Linked DNA regions of Bos taurus: region 2 is linked to region 1. The links are chromatin contacts, called in public Hi-C maps. All regions are on one chromosome and are shown on one strand. The core of a region is the stretch at or near the end of the contact, and the rest is flanking DNA. Distances in the headings are between cores, read along the strand shown.

The links. Hi-C and Micro-C count contacts between places; a contact is called where the count stands out from the background.
Region 2: a contact with region 1 is called in a Hi-C map of blastocyst, with 3 times the contacts expected there. The contact joins two enhancer-like sites. A contact is called at or near these places in 3 of 11 Hi-C or Micro-C datasets (blastocyst, skeletal muscle and an unstated tissue).

Annotation. Positions count from the first base shown.
Region 1 is chr15:54,500,789-54,508,497 of ARS-UCD2.0, reverse strand. ARRB1 (arrestin beta 1) reads left to right here. Exons shown (of 16, transcript NM_174243.3): 2 at 6,394-6,424. Among named protein-coding and RNA genes, the nearest start is that of MIR326, 33 kb to the left of the region's middle. Within about 2 kb of position 3,202, at least 3 of the 102 cell types and tissues checked have an H3K27ac peak or open chromatin away from gene starts, as enhancers often do. A contact at or near this core is called in blastocyst, where this site is marked.
Region 2 is chr15:54,576,316-54,584,024 of ARS-UCD2.0, reverse strand. No RefSeq gene overlaps it. Among named protein-coding and RNA genes, the nearest start is that of RPS3, 13 kb to the left of the region's middle. Within about 2 kb of position 3,029, at least 19 of the 102 cell types and tissues checked have an H3K27ac peak or open chromatin away from gene starts, as enhancers often do. A contact at or near this core is called in blastocyst, where this site is marked.

The sequences.
Region 1 (7,709 bases), core at 1,953-4,452:
TGTGTGGACATCATTTTCGTTCTCTTGGGTCTCTACCTAGGGATGGAATTGCTGGGTCATAGGTTAGCTCAGTGTTGTTGAGAGGAACTGCCAGACTGTTTGCCACAGTGACTGCACCACCAGCAATGTGTGAGGGCTCCTGTTTCTCCACATCCTTGATAACACAGGTTTATTGTCCTTTTTTTTTTATTATAGGTCTCCTACTGGGTGTGAAATATCTCACTGTGGCTTTTTTGTTTGTTTGTTTGGCCACGCTTCATAGCTTGTGGGATCTGAGTTCCCTGACCAGGGATCGAACTGGGGTCCTTGACAGTGGAAACACAGAATCCTAACCACTGGACCACCAGGGAATCCCCTTGTTGTGGCTTCAATTTGCATTTCCCCAGTGACTAATCATCTTTTTATGTGCTTACTGGCCACTTGTATACCTTCTTTGAAGAAATGACTATTCAAATTCATTGCTTGATTTTGATCAAGTTATTTGCCTGTTTGTTGTTGAATCATAATACGATCTTTATATATCCTGGATACTAGACTCTTACTAGATACATGATTGGAAAATATTTGCTCCATTCTGTGGATTGTTTTTTTACTTTCTTGACAGTGAGCTTTGAAACTCCAAAATTTTTAATTTTGATAAAGTTCAATTTATCTACTTTTTTTAGTTGCCTGTGCTTTTGATGTCATGTCTAGGAAACCATTGCCTTATCCAAGGTCATGTAGATTTATACATATGTTTTCTTCTAAGAGTTTTATAGTTTTTCCCTTTTCTCTCTTTCTTTCTTTTGCTGGGCCTTGCATCATGTGAGATCTTAGTTCCCCAAGCAGGGACGGAACTGGTGTGAGGTTGAGGGGTTTATTTTTTTGCATATGGATATCCAGTTGTCCAAGAATCATTTATTGAAAAGACTATTTTATCTCCTTGTCTTCTCTTTGTTCCCTTGTTAAAAATCAATTGGCTGTAAATATATGGGCTTAATTCTGGACTCTCAATTTTGTTCCATTGATTTCTATGTCTGTCTTTATGCCAAGATCACACAGTCTTGGTTACTGTATCTTTGCAGTAAATTTTGAATTTGGAAGTCTGAGTCTTCCAACTTTGTTTTTTTTTTTTCCCAAGATTGTCTTGGGACTTCCCTGGTGGTTCAGTAGTTAGGATTCTGCTCTTCCACTGCAGGGGACACGGGTTGGATCCTTGGTCAGGGAACTAAGATCCACAATACCTCAAGGTATCGCCAAAACAAAACAGATGAAAAAAGAGGGCAAAGTGAGACAGAGACACTCAAGCAAATAATTACAATAAAAATTATATTTAAAAAAAGATTTGTCTTCACTTTTATATTTCCATATACATTTTAGGATCAGCCTGTCAATTAATGCAAAAAAATCCAGCTGGAATTTTTATAGGTGTTGCATTGAATTCATAGATAAGTTTGAGGAGTGTTGCCATCTTAACAACCTCCAGTCTTCTTTCTTTTGGATATTTATTGAGTATAAATTTGAGCTCATGCCAAACATACTGTTTTGATTCCTGATTTCTGCTTACTATTCTATCATAAGCATTTCCCTGTGTTACGAAAGATGCAAGCATAATTTAAGTGCTATGCAATATTCCATTGTTTGGCTGTACTGTACAAAATGACAAACTCTTGAATGTTGGGTAATCTATCCAGGAAGGTGCTTTGTTCTGGGTCCCTTATGATGCAGGCTTCTCCCTACAGGCACAAATGAATATTTGGGAGGGCTGGTAGCTCACAGAAAAGCAGCAGAATCAGAAAATAGCATCTAACAGGCTGCACAGACACTGATACAGCATGTTTGTTTTAGGCATGCTCTCTGCAACAGTGGGTTTTAAACATTAAAAAATTTTCACCACGATATTCATTTTACATTGTAACTCAGTTCACCTGAAATAGAAATTTTACTAAATGATACTTAAATTTTTAAAAAATTAGTCAGGAGAAGCTGGTCTGCTGTAGTTACAAATAACCCCCAAATCTTAGTGGCTCAAGAGGTTTCTCTCATGCTACCTGTCTGTCATTTAGCAGGAGAGTCCTGGAATTTAGTCTCTGAAGGCTTCCCATCCAGATCATTGCTGGTTTCAATGACAGAGGAAAGAGGACATGATAGGCAGAAGAACCGCCCCCCCACCCCCCACCGGCCCCCACCAACAATGTTTACACCATAATCCTTGGAAACTTTGAATATGTCATATTATGTGGCAAAAGGGGAATTACAGGTGCAGATGGAACTGAGTTTCCTAAAATCAGTGGATCTTAAAGTAGAGAGCTGCATGTATTCATGCAGTGGGTCTCTAAATGTGGAAGAGGGAGGCAGAAGAGGAGGTCAGAGTGATACAATGTGATAAGAACCTAACCTGGTGTTGCTGGCTTTGAAGATGGAGGTAGAGGCCTTGAGACATGGAATGTGGGTGGAAAGGGCAAGAAAACACATTTATTCCTAGAGCTTCTGGAAAGGAATGCAGCCCTGCCAACACCTTGATTTTAACCTGTGCGTGCATGCTCAGTTGCTCAGTCATGGAGGAATACTGGAGGGGGTTTCCATTTCCTCCTCCAGGGGATCTTCCCCACCCAGGAATCAAATCACCATCTCCTGCATTTCCTGCATTGGCAGGCAGATTTTTTTTTTTTAACCCCTGAGCTACCTGGGAAGCCCCATGATTTTAACCTAGTGAACTTCTGAACTTAAAACTGTAAGATACTAAGTTTATGCTGTTGTAAGCCACTAAATTTGTGATCATTTATTGTAGCTTCCATAGAAAATGAATATAAACAGCGTGGGGTCATCATGCACCAGCCCTTAAATACTTCTGCCTGGAAGTGACATATGGCATTTCTGTTCCTATTTCGTTGGCCAGAGCAAGCTGTATGGGCATATCTAACTTCACAAGACTGGAGAAATTTGGTCCACACATATGCCCAGCCTTAGAGGGGATAGAATATTGGTAAATAGAATAATATCTACTACTTGCCACCTGCCATTCAACAACAACAGCAGCAAAAGTGCTAGTGGCAATTCTATAAGTTGATTTCATTGTCAACTAATGGATTGTGACCCCTGCTTTGAAACACATTGCTCTGACCATGCCTGATGAGCCACATGACACACCCTTCACCTAGCTGATTGGCCCAGGCATGGGACACGTGACCAAAACTGACCAATCAAATTCCTCTCCTGGGAATTTGGAATTGGGCCATTCAGCCAGTTAACAGTGGGAAGCAGAGCAGAGGCAAAGTAGAAACAGGGTCAGAGTGAGAGCCACATGGAAGCCAAAATAATGGAGGGGCAGAAAAGCCCTGAGTAAGCAGAGAGAGTTGGTCCACAGAGACAATGGAGCAGCCGCAAGGAGAGCAGCGCAGGCAGGAGAACATGCGTCTCCAGGGGGAAAGGTGGAGAGAGAGAGCCGCCGCCTGAGAGGTTGATGGCTTCCCTGTTCCTGGCTCCAGCCCCCGTGCGTCCTGCCTGCATATCCTTCCCGTGAGATTTTTGCTTACTTCTTTACTGTCTCCTTTTCTTGAGCTCTGCTTGGTGGGTTTCTATTCCTTGTCTCCAGGGAGTCTTACTCAGCTAGAACGCCGCTGGCATTCTTGTATGAGACCCAGCTTTGGCTCTGAGGATCAGGCTTGCGGAGCACAGATGGGACTTGGGGATGAACCAAACCCAGGCATCCCACAGTCTGCAAGTTTGCCTTTGACTTGAGTCTTGCATGTTTGTGTTTGCTCTTCAAAGTGGACAGACAGAAGCCATCTGTGAGGTGCTGCACAGGTGGGGGTCCTGGTGAACTGGAAGCACCCCTACACAGGCCTTTTTTTCTGACAGTGTTGAGGGTCAGGAAGCCAGTGGAGTTGTTTCAGGGACGGTTTGGCTGTGGGACAGAGTGGAAAGGACACAGGCTTTGGAGACAAGCAGCCATCATTCACCTCTTTGAGCCTCAGTTTTTTCATCTCTGAAATGGGATTGTGGAAGGATCCACAGCAGTGTTCTGGGGAAAATACTCAGAGACATGACCATGACAAGGGTGTACAAGCCTAGAGGGCACGGGCAGCTGCTGCTTTTGTTGTCTGAGGAAACCATCAGCATCCAGCTCCCAGAGGATGTGGCCTGGGACTGAGTTAGCAGTAGGACGTCCCCCAGTGCTGGGCGGGCCGGGCTTCCTGCCCCAGGTCACCTTCACTCTCCTCCTCGCCCCTTACTCACTCTTTCATTAATTCCCCCTCCTCCTGTCAATTCCCTTCTTTTCTGTTATTCTTGATGCTGATAAAAACATCTGCTTTAGGAAAGCAGCAGGGTTGAACATAAAATTACCTATCTCCTTGTATACTGTCAGAAGGCAGACAGGCAGAACTGGGTCTGAATCCTGACTTATTAGCCCTTGCTTGCTGTGTGCTTCTGGGAGAATTCCTACATCTCTCTGAACCTTAAGTTTATTATCCATAAAATAAGAATTATAATGCTCATTTCACAGTGCTGTAATGAGAAGTATTAATTGGGCACTCAACTAATACTAGTTCCTTCTTCTTTTAAATGTTAATTCTTACTTTCTTCTTACCCGCCTTCCTTCCCTCTTTCCCTATCACTCCTCCTAGCTGCCCCCTGCCCCCCAGTCTCTTGTGACCAGGGTGCCCCTAGTCCCTCTCAGGGCTCACTGGGATGGCTTCTCCTGACTCAGTTCTTTGTGGCCTCAGGCGTTTGTGGCCTCTCCTTTCCCTCTGACCCGGGGCTCCCAAGGGATGGACTGAGGCTTCTAGAAGCAGCGGGGATTTGGTGGCATGTCACTTCCCTGGTCTCCTCTGCAGGTCCAGCCTTAATTTGGGAGCTGTTGGTTCAAATCGTGTCATCTGTATTTTTTTTTCTCACTTTAGTAATTATTATGCCTCAGCTGACTGTGGCATCTTCACACTCCAAACAATGATAAATATTTATGAGGAGGAGAAAACCCAGAACTCCTAGGGGAGGTGGGGGAGGGATATGCTAGGCTTCTATTTGCAAGCCAAGCTCAGACCCATCAGTGGTCCCTTGGGCCCCGGAAGTAAGGGGTGGGAGTGATGGGGGGGTGGGGGCGTGCTATGGAGGCAGCACAGAGCCACAACCTCACTCTATTTCTGGGAGGACTTGCTGTCGCTGTTGCACTGTGGGCCTCACCCCGCCTTGGCCTGGAGGCCTGCTAGACCTCCTGCCCCTCTTAGTGGCTGCTCTGCGGCTCTGTGTCTGCTCTGTCTCTCTGTGACTATCTCTCCTTCTCTTGTTGGTTTGTTTTATGATCTCTCATTCCGTCTTTTACTGTCACACCTCCAGGGCCAGCATCCCTTTCCTCTCCCTCCTTCTCTCCCTGCCCTCCTCTAATACCCTCTGTCTCTGGGTCTCTGTCTCTACCTTTATTGTCTCCCTGCTCAACATTCCTCAGAGCCGTTCTGGGGCTGGATGATGGGGGACAGGTGAAGGACCCCCAGGCCAGGCTCAGGGAGAGACCAGGAGGAGCTGCAGGGGACCACCTCTGCCTGACTCCGAGTCCTGTGCTCTGCTGTGCCATCCCAGGCACATCCGCTCCCTTCCTGGCCTCATGCTTCAGTTGATTCCTTCCCTAATTCATTCATTCATATTCTCAACTAATATTTACTGGCTGCTGGCTTCCTGCCATTCATGAACACAGGTGTATCGAATACCTACCAGGTGTGCCATTCTAGGGGCTTGGGATGCAACAGAGGACAAGAGACAAAGATCCCTGCCCCCATGGAGCTAATAGACAGGGGTATATGTAACCTCAGAGTCAGCTGAGCAGTGGGTTAGGGAGCGCTGAGTGCTGGGGAGAAGGGCAAGTACAGTGAGAGCACTGGGACTGCTGGACAGGCGCAGGGTGAAGCTTCATCACATAAGGTGCGGGGCTGGGCCAGCGGGTGCAGGCGGATCTATGGGGGGAGAGCGTCCCAGGGAAAAGGGACTGACTGCTGAGGCAAGGAGTGCCTTGGTGTTGGAGGAAAGGCAAGCAGGCTTGTGGCTGGAGGGGACTGGAGGGGAGTGGGAGAGGTGGTGCTGAGAGGTAAAGGAGGTGGGCAGACACGCAAGGCTGTGCCTCTACGTGAGCTGGGGTGGTCTGACCTGCCTTGGAAGACTCCTTCCACCTGCTGGGTGAGGAATAGACCAGGGGGGCTGTCGAGGGCGCCCAGGGGAGCTATGAAGACAAGCACTGTGTCTCAGAGTGGTGGAGATGGGGAAACCCGATGGTGCTGGGCACTGTTCCGGCTCTCAGCGCTTGTATGGAGCCTGCAAGTCACTCCAGGCCCCGTGTTCTGGTCCTGCCGAGAAATGCCCTGCAGGCACCTTCCCCCAGGGCGAAATATGCTAACCTGACCTTCCAACTCTTTCTCTCCCCAGGGTGTTCAAGAAGGCGAGCCCCAATGGAAAGGTGAGTCTGTGGCAGCCCCACCCCCGCTCCTCTCTGTCCCCAAACTCTCCTCCTCTCTTGGGCATCTTTACTGCCGTGAAAGACTGGCACATCCTGTCTGAGGGGGAGACACAGCCCTGTCCTCCCTCGACTACAGTGACAGGGAGCCTCTCAGCAAACTGTCTCAGGGGGGCAGTATAACTCCCCTGGACTTTAGGGCGCCCTTGCCCTGGTATGGGGAGACACAGCCTATCCCAGAGAGGCTGCCTTGCCTTGTGAGTGCAATAATTAGAGCCAGTGCCAAGGGCCTCAGGGGAGCCAAGTCCTCTGGCGTGAGCGGCCCCTGGAGCCTATACTGAGCCCTGTTATCTGGGGCAGCTCCCACCTCACTCTCTTTCTTAACACAGCCCCAGGCCAGATCCTACTTTCCTCGCAGGTCAGCAAATGGGTATGGCTGACATCATTCCATGTCAGGTCTAGGCTGAGCCTGTGGGGGCTGGAGTAGGGTGTACTGAGATAAAAATAAGGCACAGCTAGTGCCCCTCACAGCCAGATGGGGAAGGCAGACAGAAAAACTGATCAATATAAAGTGCAAGTGTGTTATAGAGGAGTGCATGGGGGCTGCAGATGCAGCCTGGGTGGTCAGGGATGGTTTCCCTGAGTAGAGATGCACTCCCGGGCAAGGTAGGGAGGAAAAAGAGCATTCGAGGCATGAACATAAATCACAGGGCATCTGGGTGCCAAGCGGGGAGCAGAGGGAGCAGGAGCTGAGGTGGGGGTGTGGCAGAGCTGGATCCTGGAGTCTTGGAGTTGGGCTTAGAAGCTTGGACTCCTGGCCTGGGCTGGCAGATGACATCATTGTGTGTGCCCACATCCCCCTTCTACACCCACAGCAGACATCACTAATCACTGGCCACACTTTCCTGTTGAGGTGATATTCCATCTTGGGTTCTTTTCAACCCAGGGCCCCAGGCAGCCCCTACCAATCAATCAGAGTTGACATTTGGAATGAAATTTGTTTGTCATCTTGCTTCTGGACGCTGAGGAACCATCAGAGTGTTTTCAGACCAGACTTCCATGGTTAGATTTGCATTTTAGGATGACCAGTCTGGCTAAGGTGGGGAGAAAGGTCCCAGGTGTGGGAGGCTCCAGGCAGTAGATAATCAAGGAGCTGGTGCATAATCCTGTCAAGTGTGGCTGTGAAGACAGAGAAATCTGATGGAGGGTCAATCATCAGCATTTAGGGATTGTAGAGGAGTAGAGAACATCTGGAATGACACTCTGGATTCTAGCTCTGGGGTTCTCC
Region 2 (7,709 bases), core at 1,780-4,279, 76 kb before region 1:
TGCCTAGCTTCCTGCCCAGAGCCAGGCCATGTGAACGGGTGACTGGTTAGCTCAGCGATAAAGGGAGTGGGCAGGAGCCAGGGCCTGGCATCACTGGGGTACAATGGGGGGCTGGCTGCCTCTCTATAGCAACAAGTGCTTTGGGCTTTTGTAGAGGGAAGTCATTAGAACTCTTTGATCTAGTTCTCCAGACTCTGATTTCATAGGCTCAGAAGCCCCAGAAAGGGTCCAGGCTCTTAAGTTACCTCTACTTAGCCCTGTGCTTCCCCAGAGAGACAGTGGCCATGGCTGCTTCATGAATGTTGCAGGCCTCCACACAGCCAGTGCGCTGGGGAGAATTGGGAGTGGTGGAACTCGTCTCCACTGCTGGTGGGGGGAATGTAAATTAGCACAGCTGCCTTGGAAAGTTTGGTATCCTGAGGAATGTTGGTTGTGGGCCCCCAAATCCCAGCAATTCCACTGCTGAGTTATACAGCCAGAGTGCTGATCTTCATTTTTTTGTGCTCACATTCTCTCTACAGGAGTTTGAGGGATGCAGTTTTCCTTTCTCCATTCTAAGTTAAGCAGAACTTTTCATCCTAAGTATAGGTAGAACTTTTCATCCTAAGTATAAACAAATTCAGAAAGATTATAATTTCCAGTATCATCATAATGTCAACTCTTAAAAATAAACAGTTAGTCATTCTTTTAAATATATCCACAGGAATATAAATGCCACAGTGATTCGAACTCACAATTATCCATTTTAAAGATAGACAAGTTTTTCTTGAACAGATGCATTTACATATTGTTTCATTTTCTCCTTGATCTTATATATATTTCCATTCTGCACAACCCTGGAAAATCCAGAGTTCCCTGTGGAGTGGATCCACAACCTCATCCCCTTCCATTCTTCTTGCCCTGGTTGGCTGACTTAACTCGGCTCTGACTCAGATGAGTGATTTTCCAGGAAGATCCCAAACCAGCCAGGTGTTTTTCTAGTTCAGTGACCTGTTGAAACTTATAGTTCTTTTCCATTACCCCTGTTTGCTCATCAGGAAGGGTCTGAACCAGGATCTTAGCATGCAGGGGCTCAAGTGCTTCTAACCACAACACTCTTCAAAGACTGCTGCTTATGTAAACAACAAGGAATTTCACACACTAATAATTACATGTATCAAGAGCTTATAATGTACCAGGCACCATCCTAAGTACTTTATAGGCCATTATTGCCCAATAATCCTTACCATGCAGGCTAACCTATTTACCACACTATTAATTCATTTTACCAACAAAGCAAAGTGTCTTCTAATGCCGAAACCTTATCCCGCTAAATAAAATTACTTATTAATATACAGGAATTTAAAGAATTAGGCGATATCACTTTCCAGACATTACTGATAATTTTCCACCATTAAGAAGCCACAACTGGGGAAATTAAGAGAAGCTGAGGATGCCTCCATTTTAGTCACACTGAGACCTGTTGTGTGTGCTGTGCTTAGACAGTCTTTGTGACCCTATGGACTGTAGCCCGCCAGGCTCCTCTGTCCGTGGGGATTCTCCAGGCAAGAATACTGGAGTGGGTTGCCATGCCCTCCTCCAGGAGATCTTCCCAACCCAGGGATCGAACCCAGGTCTCCCGCATTGTGGGCAAATTCTTTACTGTCTGAGCCACCAGGGAAGCCCTAGACCTATTGAGAAGACAGTAACTACGGACCAGAATGGGCTTTCCTGGTGGCTCAGTCGGTATCTGCCTGCCAATGGGGTTCATGGGGTCACAAAGAATCGGACAAAACTGAGCAACTAAACAACAAGGGATCAGAATAGTTCTTAAATTACTTCTGTGAAAAGACTTTGATTAGCTAAAATCAAAACAGGATGGTAGGTGAGTGAAATAAATGTTTTGGGACCACAAAGTATTTCGGGATACCAAATCCGGCACAGTATATCGAAGGGATGGCGCTGAAGAGCAGAACAGCTTGGAAAGGAGCCGCTAGAGGGCGGCAGGGCACAGTGAGCCCGGCCGGTCACGGGAAACCCGGCGGCTGCCCAGAAGTGGACGCAGAGACGCTTAATCCCTCAGTCTTGTGCTACCATCTGCAGCCCCATGGACTGTAGCCCGCCAGGCTCCTCTGTCCATGGAATTTTCCAGGCAAGAATCCTGGAGCGAGTTGCCATTTCCTCTTCCAGGGGAATCTTCCGGACGCAGGGATAGAACCCGTGTCTCCTGTGGTCTCCTGCATTGCAGGCGGATCTTTAACCCTAAGGATTCTTTACATAGGAGAGTCCCAGATGTGGGGAAAATCCCAATGAAAAAGCCCAGTGGGCAGGCCGAGCACATTAACCAGCCAGCCGTCACCACCCTCACCACTGACCCCACAGCTTCTTCTGAAGGGGAAGGGAGGCAGGGGCCTAAAGGAAGGTTATGGACCAGCACTGTCCAATAGAAACCCAACATGCGAGTTTTCCAGTAGCCACTTTACACAAGAAAAAAAGGAACAAGTGACGTTAATTTTAACATTTTAAAATTTACCCTCATGTATCCAAAATGTTATCATTTCAACATATGATTAATATAAAAATTATAGATATCTTAATTAAAAAATTTTTGCTATACAGCAGAAACCAACACAGCACTGTAAAGCAATAATTTAAAAAATTTTTGTATTAAATTTTTGAAATTCGATGTGTATTTTCTATTTATTATAGCACTTCTCCTTTTGGACTAGCCACATTTCAAGGGTTCAATAGCCACTCATGACTACTGGTATTTACTTTCTCCCAGGTAAGTATCTCATGCAGGATGAGGGCCTTCTGAGTATTCCAGTAGTGTCTCAGGGTGAAGATCAAACCAAGGATCCCTCCTGGTCCAGTCTACAGCCTTGACCAACAGCCCCCTCCTCCTTCCCCGAAAGCACCTCCCATACAGGTTTCTGCCTGGTGCTCTTTCCTCTGTAAAGCCCGTTCCCCTAGCCCAGCCCCACTCCTTAGCCTGTGTTCCCAGAAGTGTTTGGGTCATACCTCTAGTCACCTGTCACGTGACATCACGAGTTATGCTGGAATCTAGTTCCTCATACCAGGGCGTCAGCCTCCTGCCTGGTGACAAGGCCCAGGCCCACGGTAGGGAGTTGGACAAGTTTGATTTCCGGCTCTGCTGCCTACTTAGCTGGTGCTGTGCTCGCGCTTAGTCACTCAGTCATGTCCAACTCTTTGCGACCCCATGGACTGTAGCCCACCACACTCCTCTGCCCATGGGGATTCCCCAGGCAAGAATACTGGAGTGGCTTGCCATGCCCTCAGTACCCTAAACAAAAATCTTAAATTCGCTTACTTCAGAGGATTCATGAGTGCTTTTATCAAAAAGGGTTCCTGATATATAGTGGATGTTTTCTGAATGCTGGTTTCTTATCATCAAAGACAATGACTTAGTTTCCTTACAACCATAAAATGGCATAACAGTAAATTGATATTGAAGGCAACTTGGTTACAACCTGAAACTCATCAAATACACTGCCCTTTGACCTAGCAATTCCACTTTTAAGGAATTATATACCAGATTGGTGCGAAAGTAATTGTGGTTTCAGGTAGTGAATTTTAAATCATTACAACTAGGTTCAAGCACATCTCTATTAATCAAAATAAGAACCATTACAATCAACACATTTTTGACAATGAGAAATGTTTGTTTACTCCTATAGGTTAAAAACCCAAGCTTTGGGATTCAACAAACTCTTGGAAAGAATTTTCTGCTTCCTCCTGGTTGTGATAGCCTTTTCTCTGCAAAAGGTTGTCGAGATCCTCAAGTGCTAGTCAGTTGGCTAGAGGTCAGGTGAATATGCCAGATGAGGCAAAACTTTGTAGCCCAATTCGTTCAACTTTTGAGGCATTGATTGTGTAACGTACAGTCAGGTGTTGTCCTGGAGAAAAATTGGCCCCTTGCTATTGACCAGTGCGGCTCGAGGCATTGCAGCTTTCAGTGCATCTCATTGATTTGCTGAGCATACATCTCAGATGTAATGGTTTTGCTGGGATTCACAAAGCTATAGTGGATCAGACTGGCAGCAGACCACAAAACAGTGACCATGACTCTTTTTGGTGCAAGTTTGGCTTTGGGAAGCATTTTGGAGCTTCTTCTCAGTCCAACCACTGAGCTGGTCATGGCCGATTGTGGTATAAAATCCACTTTTTGTCACATATCACAACTCGATCAAGAAATGGTTCATCGCTGCTGCAAAGAATAAGATGCCTTTCAAAATGATGATTTTTTTGATTTGCAATCAGCTCATGAGGCACTCTAGGCTTCCCTAGTGGCTCAGTTGGTAAAGAATCCACCTGCAATGCAGGAGACCTGGGTTTGATCCCTGGGTCAGGAAAATCCCCTGGAGAAGGGAAAGACTACCTACTCCAGTATTCTGGGCTGGAGAATTCCATGGACTGTATGTATAGTCCATGGGGTTGCAAAGAGTCGGACACTACTGAGTGACTTTCTTCTTCATGAGGCACTCACTTATCAAGCTTTTTCACCTTTGCAATTTGCTTCAAATGCTGAACGACCATAGAATGGTTGATGTTGAGTTCTTTGGCAACTTCTTGTGTAGTTGTAAGAGAATCAGCTTCGATTATTGCTTTCAACTGGTCATTGTCAATTTCTGATGGCCAGCCACTGCACTTCTCATCTTCAAGGCTCTCAACTCCTTTGCAAAATTTCTTGAACCACCACTGCCCTGTAGGTTCGTTAGCAGTTACTGGGCCAAATGTGTTGCTGATGTTGTGAGTTGTAACTCAAATAAGAAAATAGCTCAAATTTGCTTTTTGTATAAAATCATTTCTGTAGTCCAAAATAAATGTAAAATAAACAGCAAATAATAAATCTTCAGCAAAAAAACAAAAAGCAAGAAATGCACATTAAAATGATGTATAACATAACCACATTTATTTAAGAATGTATTTCAATGTCAAACAGCAAATTTCAACAATGCAAAAACAGCAATTACATTTGTACCAACCTACAAATCCGGCAAATTAATTTCTCCAATATGTGAGAAATTATATATGCACAAGAAAGTCATTGTAGGAAAAGGTTGGGAGCTACCTAATTGTCAAACACTAGCAAGCTGTTTAAACAAACTGTAATATATCAGAGAGGATATAATGCAGTCATGAACAAGAATGACATGGCTCTACGTACAGCTGGAGGAACCACTTTCCAAAAAAAGAGAGAGAGAGAAGTGCAGAAGAATTTGGAAAATGTTCAGAGTGCAGAATGCAAAAACTAAAAGGAAAGGTTTATGTGTGAATGCTTATATGTGAAATGAATATCTCTGGGAGGAATTCCAGAAAATAAGCCTGCAGAGCTGGGCTTCAGACATGGGAAGGAGGCTGGCTTCTCAGACTACTCCTTTTTGAATGCTATATGATGTGCATGTATATCAACTAAAATTTTCACTAAAAATAAAAGCTAACACCTGAAGATATTCAGTCTTGGTGTTAATATTTCTCTAAAAATGATATACAAATGGCAAATAGATCAATGAAAAGATGTTCAACATCACTAATCATCAGGGAAATGCAAATCAAAACCACAATGAGATATCACCTCACACCTGTCAAAATGGCTATCACCAAAAAGACAATAAATAATGAGTGTTAGAGAGGATGTGGAAAAAGGGAACTTTTGTGCAAAGCTGGTGGGAATGTAAATTGGTACAGTCATTCTGGAAAACAGTATGGAGGTTCCTCAAATACTTAAAAATAGAACTACCATATGATTCAGCAATCCACTTTTGGGGATAAATCTGAAGGAGATGAAAACACTCTCTCAAAGAAATATCTGTAAGCCCATGTTCATTGCAGCCTTATTAACAACAGCTAAGACAAGGAAATAACCCAAGTGTCTATCGATGGATGAATAAAGAAGATATGCATATATGTATACGTATATTTCAGTCATAAAAAGAAGAAAAGTCTGCCATTTGTGACAAAATAAATGAACTTTGCATGCACTATGCTAAGTGAAATAAGCCAAACAGAGAAAGACCAATACTGTGTGATCTTACTTATGTGTGTGTGTTTAGTTGCTCAGTCATGTTGGACTCTTTGAGACCCCGTAGACTGTAGCCCACCAGGCTCCTCTGCCCATGGGGATTCTCCAGGCAAGAATACTGGAGTGAGTTGCCATGCCCTTCCCCAGGAGGATCTTACTTATATGTGAAATCTAAAAAACAAAAAGTCCAAACTCACAGAAAGGTGGTTGCCAGAAGCTAGGGGGATGGGGGAATCGAGGAGAGGTTGGTCAGAGGGTACAAACTTCTGGTCAGAAGATAAAAAAGTGCTGGGGATGTAATGTACAGCGTGATAACTATAGTTAACAATTCTATATCACATACTTGAAAGTTGCTGAGAGAGTAGGTCCTAGAAGTTCACACACACACACACAAGGTAACTATTCAACTGATCTTACTATGGTAATCATTTTGCAATATCAGTTGCAATACAGTTCCCACATCATCACCTTCCTTACACAGTGTCATATTTCAGCTGCATCTCAGTAAAACTGGAAAAAACCCTTAAAAAAGGGAAATGCAAATTAAAACAAGGCAATGATACTTTTCACCCATCTTCAGTTCAGTTCAGTTCAGTTGCTCAGTTGTGTCCGACTCTGCGACCCCATGAATCGCAGCCCGCCAGGCCTCCCTGTCCATCACTAACTCCCAGAGTTTACCCAAACTCATGTCCACTGAGTCAGTGATGTCATCCAGCCATCTCATCCTCTGTCATCCCCTTCTCCTCCTGCCCCCAATCCCTCCCATCATCAGAGTCTTTTCCAATGAGTCAAATCTTCGCATGAGGTGGCCGAAGTACTGGAGTTTCAGCTTTAGCATCAGTCCTTCCAATGAACACCCAGGACTCACCTCCTTTAGGATGGACTGGTTGGATCTCCTTGCAGTCCAAGGGACTCTCAAGAGTCTTCTCCACAACCACAGTTCAAAAGCATCAATTCTTCGGTGCTCAGCTTTCTTCACAGTCTAACTCTCACATCCATACATGACCACTGGAAAAACCATAGCCTTGACTAGATGGACCTTTGTTGGCAAAGTAATGTCTGAGCTTTTTAATATGCTATCTAGGTTGGTCAAAACTTTCCTTCCAAGGAGTAAGCGTCTTTTAATTTCATGGCTGCAATCACCATCTGCAGTGATTTTGGAGCCCCCCAAAATAAAGTCTGACACTGTTTCTACTGTTTCCCCTTTTATTTGCCATGGGACCAGATGTGATGGGACCAGATGCCATGATCTTCGTTTTCTGAATGTTGAGCTTTAAGCCAACTTTTTCACTCTCCTTTTTCACTTTCATCAAGAGGCTTTTTAGTTCCTCTTCACTTTCTGCCATAAGGGTGGTGTCATCTGCATATCTGAGGTTATTGATATTTCTGCCAGCAATCTTGATTCTGGAAGAATCTTGTGCTTCTTCCAGCCCCGCATTTCTCATGATGTACTCTGCATAGAAGTTAAATAAGCAGGGTGACAATATACAGCCTTGATGTACTCCTTTTCCTATTTGGAACCAGGCTTATTGGCAAGCATTTTCAAGTGTGGTCTCAAGTGCTGGCTCATACCAGTCCTGTCACACCTTGTTGGTGGCTGAGTAAAATGAAACAGCCAACTTTAAAACAACTTGGCCATGTCTATTATTTGCCCTATAAGGGCACCATCCTATTATCCAGGGTCAGT